Linked DNA regions of Mus musculus: region 1 is linked to region 2. Evidence: chromatin contacts called from public HiChIP or PLAC-seq data. All regions are on one chromosome and are shown on one strand. The core of a region is the stretch at or near the end of the contact, and the rest is flanking DNA. Distances in the headings are between cores, read along the strand shown.

The links. HiChIP or PLAC-seq counts read pairs in DNA pulled down with a chosen protein or histone mark.
Region 1: an H3K4me3 HiChIP or PLAC-seq map of embryonic stem cells shows a contact between it and region 2, with 19 read pairs. The contact joins the promoter of Lingo1 here to the promoter of Pstpip1 in region 2. A contact is called at or near these places in 1 of 39 promoter capture datasets (liver), 1 of 484 Hi-C or Micro-C datasets (regulatory T cells), 4 of 115 datasets of contacts at active chromatin or transcription factors (embryonic stem cells, fibro-adipogenic progenitors and stem cell-derived neural progenitor cells) and 2 of 9 other capture datasets (embryonic stem cells and liver).

What each region holds. Positions count from the first base shown.
Region 1 is chr9:56,634,292-56,637,318 of GRCm38.p6, forward strand. Lingo1 (leucine rich repeat and Ig domain containing 1) reads right to left here and starts at 1,357. Exons shown (of 2, transcript NM_001311076.1): 1 at 784-1,357. The coding sequence starts at 789.
Region 2 is chr9:56,088,062-56,091,308 of GRCm38.p6, forward strand. Pstpip1 (proline-serine-threonine phosphatase-interacting protein 1) reads left to right here and starts at 1,915. Exons shown (of 15, transcript NM_011193.3): 1 at 1,915-2,383. The coding sequence starts at 2,348.

The sequences.
Region 1 (3,027 bases), core at 107-2,606, 550 kb after region 2:
TGGGACCCGCCCAGAAAGAAACATCTGGGTGTCTTAGAGGGCAGGAAGCCCAAAACCCACCCGAATAGGGTGCGTTTGGGGGGACACACACAGGAGGCTCCTTCCTCACCTCCCCCCTTCTCAGCAGGCTCCCACTTCCCACCCATTTCCCTAGGAATGAAAAGTGGGGCAGGAGGAGGTGAGAAGCCCGGCTGAACGAAGACAAAGGGGAGCCCCGAAGGTTCCTGGGTCTTCCTCAACTGGACTCCCCCCTCCCTTTTCTTCCGCCCTCCACCTCCCTTTCATCCAGGCGGAGCGAGAAAGGAGCCAGAAAGAGGCTGACAAGGTTCCTGTGGAGAGAGGGGCAATCCTAGAGCCTGGGGAGAAACTGTTTGCTAGCTGTGTCCTCAAGCTTAAGGGTATTAGCCAGGGCTGGGGAGTGGTCTCTGGTCCACCGAAAGGGACTCACCCAGAGCTGAGAGAACATATCCTCTTGGGTGACCACTGCCCAGAATGGGAGGATGATTTAGGGGGCACCAGGGCAGGAATGGAAAGGAATGGTAGGGATCTCTCCTTGACCACGGGTCCCAGCTTGCCAACCAGGGATCTGTTAGGACCAGCGGAACGGAAATGGGAAAATCATTTGAAACTTGAGGGTCAGGCCTGCGACCCCAAAGGGGGTCTGGGCGGTACAAGGTGCCCTACATAGCCCCATGAGGGTGAAGCCTGGGCCGACAGCAGCTTCCAGCTCCCAGCTCGCCGCAGGGCTGCCGACTCGGGCTCGGCCAAGACGGAGGGGCTCACCTGCATCTCGGGCGCGCTGTCCGTCCGCTCGGCTTGGTCACCAATCGCATGTCTCTCTTGCCGGCGCGGCCCCAGCCCCAGCCCAGCCCCCCTCCTCGGTCTCCTCCTACAACACCTCCGCCCGGTCCGCGCGCCCTCGCAGGGCTGGCTGTCCGTCTGTCTGTCCCACGCGGGCGGGAGCCCAGTCGACTCTAGGGCAGGAGCTCGGGAGTCGGGGGCGGAGGCCGAGGCCCTGGCCGTAGCGGGCTGAGGAGCCGGGGCTCTCAGGACGAGTGTTGCGGGCTCCCGGAGCCTGGCTCTGTCCCTTGGGCCGGCCGGGAGCGGCCGCCACCGCCTCTACCGCTGGGGCCGGGGTCGAGGCCGGGCGTTCTCTGCAGCGGGGCCGGGGCCAGGGCTGGGACCGGTGGGCAGCTGCCGCGCATGCTGCTCTGAGCCCCGCGTCGGGAGAGGGGCCCGAGCGGCGCGGGTGGGGACTCCGCGCGCTCCGGGACCGGGACGGGTCCAGGTCCGGCCGCCTCCTGAGCTGCCGCCCGCTCCGGCTCCCGCGCCGGCTCCCGCTCGGGCTCCGCGCTCTGCCGCGGCGTGGGGAGGGAGCGAGAGGAGCGAGCAGCGAGCCAGGGAGGGAGGAGGGACAGAGGGAGGGAGGGAGGGAGCTAGTGAGCGAGCTCTGGAGCCGGGCGGGGGAGGAGAGAGAAGGCGCGGCCGCAAAACCTGGGTGGGGGTCCTTCTTTCAGAGAACCGGACGAAGATGGAGGAGCGCCCCAGCAGCTGCCCAGCGCCCAGGGCGCAGCGAGAGTGGCAGCGGGGCGCAGACGAAGAACGCTCCCGGGCCGGCGCCCCCGCGCTCCCGCCCTGCACCACGCAGCGCCCCTCTGGGTCCCAGGCTCCAGCAAGTCTTAAGCCAGCCCAGCCCGCGGTCTTCCCAGAGTGCGTGCACCCATTCGCGTTTGATTGTCTCTGGCCACATGCGTGTGCATGTGAGCGCGTGTGTTCACACGTGTTAACTGGGGTCACTGCACACTGCCGTGTGGACCGACACACGCACGTGGACAGACAGCCCCCACACCCCCCAACCTGATCACGGTTGTTTAGAGGACAGCTTGAGGAGGGTCAGGTCTTGACCCCTCCTCTCGAAATGTCCAGGACACCCCCCACCACACACACACACACACACACACACATACACCACACCACACCACACCACCACCACCATTGCTTCCTAGGGATCTTAGGGTGAGGCCGGCCGCCGGGAAGCACAGGAAGGGGATGTGGAAGCCGAGCTGGCTAAGTGGGTCTACCGGGAGGCCAGGTCTAGAATCTGCTTTAGCATCCCAGTCCCCTCCCCGTCGGGTTTCCTGTCCAGCAGAGGGCAGCAGGCCTATCTGCCAGGCTCCGGACGGTGGCACTCTACCAAGTGACCAGCAGAGGGCAGTATAGATCCTCGGTCTGGGCTTAGCTATTTACCATCTAACTCCCTAAAATAAATACTGAGTTTGGTGGGTACCACATCTTCAGATGGCTCCACAGAACAAGACCTTTACATAGAGACCCAAACTCTTCTTGGGCCACAGATCAGAGACTAGCCTGGCAGGGTGGCCTGGCAAGGGCTGCGGTGTAGGCAGGCAACCCGTTGGGACCTCATCTATCTACTGCACCTCTTTCCATCTGCTTGAAGCCAGATGCCCCTTAAAACCATGCCAGATTGATTAGAATAACCATCAATGAAGACACCACAAGGCAGAGTTCCCTTCTCCCCATTAGCACCTCAGCACTCCCGATAGTTTGTAGGCAGGCAAAGAAGGAAGCTGAGCAGGGCAGGAAGAGACCAGCGCAAGGCCTGTCTTTCTGGGGTGGGCAAGGATCCCGTTCCCAGTACCTCGTTCTCCTTCCAAGGAACCAGACTGACATTTCGGAGATACCTGGCTGGCTTGGAGAGGCCAGCTTCAAGTTCCCACCCCCAGCACTGTCTTGATTTCCACAGACCAGCCTTACACACATAGTCCAAAGAGTTGCACAAACCTGTTCCAGCGAAACCGATCTTGGATACCTCTCAGCCTCACTGGCACACCACTGCTTGGGACATTCCTGCCTTCTGTCTATGTCCATATCTCAGGCCTACCTAGAGCCCTTTCCCTGCAGGTGTCAGTGATGCTCCTTGCATCTTACATTCTTCTTCCAACAACCTCAGGAAGAGGCACTACTACTCCCCTGAAAATAAAGAGCAGGAACCCCAGGCTCGGAAAG
Region 2 (3,247 bases), core at 665-3,164:
TGGCTGGGGAGGGAGGGAAGCTCGCTAACACACAGTTCCATCTTCTGAGGCTTCTTGAACGTCTCCATCCAGTCCTATCTTCTCTCTGTCTCCTCTACACTCCACAGCTTCCCTCGGCCTTCCTGGTAGCACCATCCAGGCCTCTAACCGTCCTTGCAACTCTCTCCCCACCCCCTCTTCATTTACCTCCTTCTCATCACAACACTGTCTTCTGGTTCCACTCAATAAGGAGAGATCTTTCTGGAACTTGCCTGTAATTCCATTAGGGTAGAAACCAGATCTGCCTCCTCTCCTGGCAGACCTGTCACCAGCATTCTTTGTGGCTCTAAGCTGAGGAGGGGGGGGTCTCATGGTCACTGTAACTTTCTCCAGCATCTATGACAGCCCCAAGGGTCTGCTGTGATGGTGATGATGCTGAAGTACCATCTATTCTTAGCCAATGAGATACCAGGGAAGATCTCCCAAGAGGCTGACGAACAGGACTTTGGAGAAGACAACTTGGGTTTTCCCTTTCTTCTTTTGATGTGGCTGCATCTGGAGGTGTAGACTCTGGGGGTGGGGTGGGGGCTGGACTCACCCAGCAGACTGAAGGGAAGAGATTCCTGGAGAGGTCAGCAGGGACCCCAGCTTGGGCTTTTCCTGTCAGTTAAAACAAGGCTCCTGGTAACAAAGGACTCTGGTCTGCTTTCTGATTTCAAGGTTTCATCCCATTTTACAGATGGAGATGTTGAGTTGGCCAATCTGTAACAATAAAAGTAGCTTCAGCAGAGGGCCTGTAGGGTTAAGGTAACTTACACCACGTGGTTATGAGTGACTGGTGTTCTTCTAAAGGATCAGAGTTCGATTCCTAGCACCTACATTAGGCAGCTCCAAAGGATTGGATGCCCTCCTCTAGCCTCTACAGGCATCTGTACATACCTAGCACACACACATATCACGCAAATAAAAATTAGAAATGAATCTCTTTTTAAAAGATGCTCATTAGCTCAAGCCCCGGGATTCTAGAGAGAAGGGCTTCCAGCAGCAGGCCTGCTGTGCTTCTTCTTGGGGGTGTTTAGGGAAGCCTGGGTGTGCCTCTCTTTAAGCCCTGGCACGTGTAACCCACACTTGGGAACTCAGCTGTCTGATCAACCCAGTTGGTCCTAAGGTAAGCCTCGGTAAGGGTGGTGATTTGTGGACAGTCTCTGACTCATTCTTTTCACCAGCCCACCCCGGGCTCAGGACTCCAGAGGCCTCTTCTGCTGAGTGGGCAAACCCTGTCTGGAAAGGGTTCCCCAGGACCTGCTTGCCCTACAAAGAGAAATTCCAGAGGCATTCTTGATACGAAACACTTTCCCAGAGACTGGAAGTGACAGATGGGGAGGCTGAGGCTCTGAGTTAGGTCAATCAAGGTCCGTCCACTAGTGAAGGGCAGAATCCAAACTAAACAAAAGCTGAGCCTGAGTCTCCAGACTCCTGTCTCCCTCTATCACAGTTATGAACTGAAGATGGAATGGGTGAAGATTTGCACGGGGTCAAGGACCCGTGCCTCATCACACTGAGGTCCCTTAGCTAGTTACCTTCTCAAAACAAGTCTCCACTCTCATAGCCCCGGGACCAGGACCGCAATTGAGTCCGCCCCGTGCTGTGAGCAACTTGAGGGTAGGACCTAGTCTAGGGCATGAACTGCTAAAGTTGGAATGAATGGTGGACGTCCTTTTCCGGGGTGAGACCCTAAGAACCTAACCTCTTGGGGCCGGCGAGAGTAACAGTCATGAGATTCCTAACTTGTTAGTTCTAAAGCTAAACTGGGCCAGGACTTGAGCAGGCAGCAGGGTGGCAGGTGGCAGGCGGGGCTGGGGCTGTGCAGGAGAAACTCAGCAGCTCAACTTCCTGTGGGTTAGAGCCCTGCGCCTGCCCTGGGGGAGGTTGCACAAACCTTCCTGTGCCGGCCTCAGGCTGCCTGCCTGCCTGCCTGGCCTGTGCACATCCTTCCTCTCTCCCAGCCTCTGCCTGCCACCTGGGCTGCCTGCCCTGGGCCTCAGCCTGCGTCCTCCTCCATCAGTGGGGCTGGCGAGAGCCTAGGCTGGAAATCGTGGCCCACCCTTCCATCACTGGGCAGGGCTCCTTCCTCATTTCGCTGCTGATTCTAGCCCCAAACAAAACAGGTTGAGCCTTTTTCCTCCTCCGGCAGTTGCCTCTGGCTTGTGGCTGCCTTCTGAGCGTTTCAGACGGCGCCGGCTGGGAGTGGGAGGGAGGGCCTGGGCTAGCCGCGCTGGGACTGGGACGTGCTCCTGGCTCCTGGCCCATGTTCAGCCCTGCTTGAAGCAGGAGTGCTAGCATTTGACACAACAGACGCCCTTGGAGGATGATGGCCCAGCTGCAGTTCCGAGATGCCTTCTGGGTGAGTGGAGTCGACTGGGGGCGGTGAGCTTGCCGAACAGGTCCAGCCAGGCAGGAATCACCTTGGAGACTGACATAGGGGTACAGTTTCCCCATAAAAATTGTGCCTTGACTTTGGTCTTAATTATCATGGAGGTGGCCTGGGCCACAGTCTCTACTGACATGAAAGGCAAAAGAGGGGCCCTGGCTAAGATAATGAATTTCTCTCACAGACATCACCCCCACAGCCAGAGGGATGGCCTCAGGCTGTTTCTCCTCAGGGGCATGCTGCCCCAGCGGCAGAGCTCACCAGGACAGCCTAATGGAGGATTTGAGGAGGATACATAGGGAGGAGTGTACAAGGGAGAAGTCAGCAGCCCAGACACCAGACCAACTTTAGTTTGGTTCGGGTCTCAGCTTTGTAAGGGCTGGGTCGGTTGCTGTTTCTCTCTGGGCCTCAGTTTCTACATCTGTATAATGGAGATAAGTACAGATATTTGACAACTGAAGGTGATCCAATGCAGTAAAGCCCTGGTGCCTTGCCAGAGTTAAAACTCTTTCACCCAGTCTCTGATCTCTGCATACCTCAGGTTCATGAACAAGGCAGCTGGGCTAGGCAACTTCCTGCCTGCTGTTTCAAATTCAGGGCAGGTGTAAAACAAATCTTTTTGCCGGTGAGATGAGGAAACCTAGCCAGGAGGGCAGTAGAGGCCACAGCGCTTGCCCAGCTCTCCTGCTTTTCCACTTTTCCCTCAGCTTCCCCTAGTCTCCTCCACCCCTGACTGTCCCTTGGAGACACAAGGCTGAGACCTTTTGGTTAAAGCTGGGGATGTCTTTCTCCTGAGGATAACTCTCCAACACCACAGGGGACTCTCAGGACCTTTTA